2 separate regions of the Mus musculus genome follow, and region 1 is linked to region 2. A link is a contact called in public HiChIP or PLAC-seq data. All regions are on one chromosome and are shown on one strand. The core of a region is the stretch at or near the end of the contact, and the rest is flanking DNA. Distances in the headings are between cores, read along the strand shown.

The links. HiChIP or PLAC-seq counts read pairs in DNA pulled down with a chosen protein or histone mark.
Region 1: a contact with region 2 is called in an H3K27ac HiChIP or PLAC-seq map of T-cell acute lymphoblastic leukemia, with 9 times the contacts expected there. The contact joins two enhancer-like sites. A contact is called at or near these places in 4 of 484 Hi-C or Micro-C datasets (cerebral cortex, cortical neurons and embryonic stem cells), 3 of 115 datasets of contacts at active chromatin or transcription factors (T-cell acute lymphoblastic leukemia, astrocytes and embryonic basal ganglia) and 1 of 9 other capture datasets (embryonic stem cells).

What each region holds. Positions count from the first base shown.
Region 1 is chr16:95,337,423-95,340,122 of GRCm38.p6, reverse strand. No RefSeq gene overlaps it. Among named protein-coding and RNA genes, the nearest start is that of Gm31641, 79 kb to the right of the region's middle. Within about 2 kb of position 1,337, at least 5 of the 459 cell types and tissues checked have an H3K27ac peak or open chromatin away from gene starts, as enhancers often do. A contact at or near this core is called in T-cell acute lymphoblastic leukemia, where this site is marked.
Region 2 is chr16:94,742,652-94,745,351 of GRCm38.p6, reverse strand. It overlaps a transcript of Kcnj6 not described here. Among named protein-coding and RNA genes, the nearest start is that of Gm41507, 19 kb to the right of the region's middle. Within about 2 kb of position 1,426, at least 68 of the 459 cell types and tissues checked have an H3K27ac peak or open chromatin away from gene starts, as enhancers often do. A contact at or near this core is called in T-cell acute lymphoblastic leukemia, where this site is marked.

The sequences.
Region 1 (2,700 bases), core at 88-2,587, 590 kb before region 2:
TGTGGGCCCAGGGTGAGCCTGAGGTCTTTCTTGTCTGGCAAAAGCTCCTGAATGCTTCTGAGCCAGCAGTCCAGGCGACAAGGCATGTGGCGCTATCAGAGGATGCAGTGTAGTGTGGAGGGGCTAAGGGGCTTCTGACTGTTGTTAATGAAGCCTGGCTCTAGAGGGTAACCAGAGGCTCCATGACAGCTACTTTCAACCAACTTCTCTGAAACCAGCAGCTTTGAGCATGGCTGTTGGGAATGCTTTGAGATCAACAGGCTCTCGTCAAATCAGAGTGGGGATGGGAGGGCCAGAAATGTAGGAGGACAGGGCGAACAGCTGTCACTCTCTTAGGAATCTTCTCACTGGATATTGGGTATGTCAGTTAACTACCCATTACTGTCATAAAATACCTTAAGCTGATAACCTTACAAAGAAAAGAAATTCACTGGGAAGTTGCAAGTCTAAATAGCCTGGTCCCAGCTCAGGTGAGTGTTCTCTCAACTGTATTCCAACATGGAGAACAGGTTCTTTGCAGAGGCATCTGTAAAAGAACGTGGCGAGGTGAGGAAACCAGAGACACACCAAGGAAGGCCAGGCTTGGTCTTCTAAAATACCCTGCTCCTTACAGGAAAACTGCACCAACCCCCTCTCAAGAGCAGAACCCTCTTGAGATTACATCCCTGACATTTGGTCCATGAGAGGATACACTTAAACCCCAGCAATGGAGGAAGGAGGGTGACTGGCTTGTGCTGTCTCAGAGAGGACTTCACCCAGGCCCTAGGTCCTCTTAACCAAGAGAACCAGTTGACACTGCACATGTGACCCTAGGGTTGTTTCTACTGTGCTGGGCAATCTCAGGGGCAGCCCTGGGTGCATCTGGTTTACTGGGTATGAATGCCCCTGCCGCCTCCATGAGTAGCTCCCTCTAAGTCAGGCTTGAGGCTTTTCCTTCAGTCTGGCTCACTTGGCCATAGGTGCTGCTGGGTGGAGCTCTGAGTTTACCCTGCCCCTCCTTTACATTAGCTGGCCCACAGCTCCAGGTATGGGTCAGTACTGAGCCCCGAGATGAGACCTGGGTCCTCCTCGTGGCCACTTGCCTCCCTGTCACTGAGCAGTGTTACTCGGACGGTACCTTCTTTTAGATCATCTATTTATTCATTGATTATTTGCCAGTATATATCACAATTTGAGCATGTTCCTCAGGCCCCCTCCAACCCACCGCACACCCCCCCATCATTCCAGAAAGAACTTAGTGTCAGGACTGGTCTCTGCTCAGCCCTTACTCGGGCCTCTTCTCACAGATGTTGACAGTCACTCTACAGGGACTCTGTGCTTCCTGGTGCCAAGGCCTCACTTGAGAACAGAGTCTGCATCAAAGAGGTGCCTCATGCTGTTCTCATATCCTTCCTGCCTCCACCCTAGGAATCAGGGTGGGCTCTTGGCTCTTCCTAGGAGCCTCTGCCACCCTCACAAGGTATAGGAAGCACTCTCTTGACCCATGTGGGCTTTGAGTGTCTCAGAGACCATCCTGACATCTCTGGTGCTGGGGCCTGAACTTTTCTCAGACCCCCCAACGTGCTTTTTTTCCCTCTGTCTGTTCGTGTTCTTATCCCTCTGTCTGTCTGTCTATGATGTTAACTCTTCCAGTAACTCTTGTATTCTGAAGTCTCATGTCCTCTTGAACTACCTGAGCCCCATAAAACATAGCACTCTCTTTTATTTCCAGCTTCTTCACTGGTTAGTTTAATTCATGTTCCCTACACTTACCCTTACACACACACACACACACACACACACACACACACACACACACGTAAAACACACATATGCACACACATATATATCACATATATAACACACATATCACACACATATAACAATATATATAACATATATATAACACATACAAACTACACACACATATATAAAACACACCACACACACACACACACACACACACACACACACTCACGAGGTTTTATGTTTTTTTAAGGTCTAAGGACCACTAGTGAGATAAAATAAATTAGTCTTCCTGAGAATGATCTAATTCACTTAATGTAATGATCTCAAGTTTCATGCATTTTTTCCTGTAAATAGCGTAACTTTATTCTCCTTCAGTGAGTGAGTCATGTTTCTCTTACCCAGCCCTCGGCTGATGGACACCTAAGCTGGTTCCAGAGCTCAGCTATTGTGCTGTGGAGAACTCTTTAATTTGTCTTGGACTTTGGCTCAAGTATGTCTCTTGTTCCATCTGTCAGTCATCTTTTTAATGCCATATCAAGACCGAACTCTCCTGCTTATTCTGACCCTTTCTGACCCTTTCTTTGGCTCTCAGAAAAGGCTACCAAGAAAACCCAAACACCTATTATCTGAAGAGCTTGTGTGGCCTGCGCTACTCTGATGCCAAGTCACCCGCATCTCCCAGGAAGAGGTCCTGTGGCTGCTCTCATGTGGCTCCAGCCCCCTCATCCTGGCGAATCACCCATCTAGAGCTCCTTCACCCTCTATTTCTTTTCTGGAGTTTATACCTTCATCCAGAACCAACATCAGCATCCCTGGCACAATCTCTTGAAAAAGTCCCCCTCTGACTTTCCAAGGCCTCATGAGCATCCTCTCATGATGACAGAGAGCCTGAGCATTCTTCCCAGGCAAGGCAGGGTCCACTCATGCCAGGACCTTCAGAGTCCATCCCAGTGCCCGGTGCTGTGCAGGTGA
Region 2 (2,700 bases), core at 177-2,676:
GTCTCCCATCAAGGCTTCAGATTTCTTCGCAGTAAAATAGCTGCCCCCTGCTTCTGAGGTCATTGCTGCCACCCTCCCCACAATGCTTTTTACAAGTGAAAGCCAGGCAGAGCTCCAGCCCTGGTTTGGCTCCCGACCCACCTTCCGATCCTTTTGTAACTCCCTGTACTCAATCCAAGTATGTCTGCGCACGGACAAGGCGAAAGCATGCCTGATGCGAAAGCACAAATTATGTATTGAGAAATCTCTACAATGCCAAATTTTTTTAGAATAAATAAATATATATATTTAAGAAATCGCTGTGTTAGGGAAACTGTTTACATATTGAGGCGTTCCTCTTTTTTTGACTGGAACAATAAAAGAATAATTTGATATGGTCTCGGTTTCTTTACATATATTCGCCCAAAGATGTCATCCTACTCTACGGGCAGGAGAGTGAATTCATCTCAAAGTGTGCTATGAGCTGCCATGGGGTCATTCAAAATGTGGGAGCTTGCACCCAGAATCCAAGGGCAGTTCCATAACTATACAGTCTCCCCCTCCACCCACCTACATTTTCCTCTCTGTTTTGTGATCTCTCTGCCTGCATCTCTTCAGCATCGTGCACTGCCCAAGGTTCCCTGCCTGATTCCCTCTCTCTTTCAAAGGTGGGTGATGAAATATTCCACAGACACTCACGCTTTTACAAATGCATTAAACTGTGAACAACTCACTCTGCCAGCCAGGAACTGTTACCTAGTGCAACCCCCACCCACCCACCCACCTTTGGCAGACAGCTGTTCATTCTACCAGTGTCTGACATTTTGACCAAACAGCACCTCCTGGCATGTGGCGGGCCTTGTGGGGAACATCTGTGAAATGAGTCTGCTGCTCACTCTGTGACCCAGGCATTTATCAGCATGTGGCCAAGGAAGGTAAGTGTTCCCACACTCACCACCCACATGGAGCTGCGCAAAAGGGATAGACATTACACCCAGAGGGACTCCAAAGAGCAGAGTCGAGGGACTCACAGGAAGCACTCCCTGTGGGCGATGCTGGGGTGAGTCTCCTCACTTCAGTCCTCTCCAGCCAGCACCAACAGCTCTCTGCAAGCTCACTGCCTAATGCACCAATCAGACTTGATGCTCCCTGACATAAACAAACGGCTTACGGGGCACGATTTATGTAAGCATCTGTTGTCAGATGTTTCTGTCGGTATTCCTGGGCTCTGTTGATTCTGGGCCTGTGCTGAAACAGAGGATGGTGGTGCAGGGAGTGATAGCGGCTTCTCAGCTCGCTGAACAGGAAGCAGAGAGAAGCTGGCTGTGGGGCGTTAGGAAACCAGCAGAGGATCAACCAACCTTTGAAATGCACCCTTGGGGACTGGCTTTCCCAGCCACGCTCCACCTCCCAAAGTCTCAGCCAACTCTCAAAACAGTACCACTAGGTGGGGACCAAGAGTCCAACTGGGAAGCCCTGCCACACACAACACATGATGATCTTTCCTCCCCATTATGGCTCTCCCTAAAAGCTGATTGGGTACATTCTCCTTCAACCGCAGCCCTGGTTTCTATTTTCTGTCAAAATGTTGAGCTAACCCTGTCTCCAGAAGAGACTCTGGAAGACCAGGCTCAAGAGAATCCCAAAGACATGAGAGACCTTGCTGAGGTAAACCGAGGACAAAGCAGGCTTGTTGGGTCCACTGGAAATGCATCTTAGGTCTTATTTCTTTCCCACTTAGCTAGTCTGAAAAAAACATCATTTTTCCACTTTGGGATCGGATGGCATCTCTCTCTCATGGGCTGTGGCTGTTATCATGGGACAAACACCACCACAACAAACAGACACTGCACCCGTTAGTGTGTTTGTGATAGGTGTGGGGCACCCTTTGTGCATACCCGGCCTAAGGCTAATCACCCAGCAACATCAGCAACATAGGTCTCACTTTCTCGCTAAGTGATTAGAGACTATTGAAGTAGCTAGTCAGTCCAGAATGGCATTGCAGATTACAGTGAGAATCACACAATTGTAACACTGAATTGAAAGTTAGACTGTTGGTTACATAGTAAACTTTTGGAGATGACCCAGTATATGCACACTTTGTATTTAAGAAGATATCAAAGCAAGCACAAACTCTCATTGCCAACATGGTGTGGGGCATTAGCCTTAAGCCAGGAAGAATCTGTAGAATATCAACCAAGGAGCCAAGGCCAGTACGGACACAATACTGGCTAATATTGGGTCTCGATGACCTTATTAACTGTCCTGTTCTGAGCTGGCCACCAGGTAGGTAGGTAGCTCAGGAACTCTGCATCAGTGGATGGAGATAAAGAGCAGGGGCCAGGCTTGAGCAGATCTGGAGACAACAGTAACTTTATAAGCAGGAATCCTTGACTGTCTGCTAGTTTCTACCTCAGCCCTAAACTCTTCCAGTCTACTCATGGGACTCCTCTGTAGCAGTACTCATGGGGGCAGTCACTGGCCACTGTCTTCTGGATTGTACTGTAGGTCAGTCCCCATCAGGAGTAGAATATCATGATAGGGCATGCAGCAGAGAGCTGGGACAGGCTGGAACTGTCCTCAAGTGCCAGGACCTGCATGTCCAAGGATTCTCCATTCATCACTAAACACAAAATTACATGTTTACAATTGATTGAATTGTGTTAAACACACACATTTGAAAAGCATTCAAATTATCTGTTCCTGATTGTCTCGCTATGT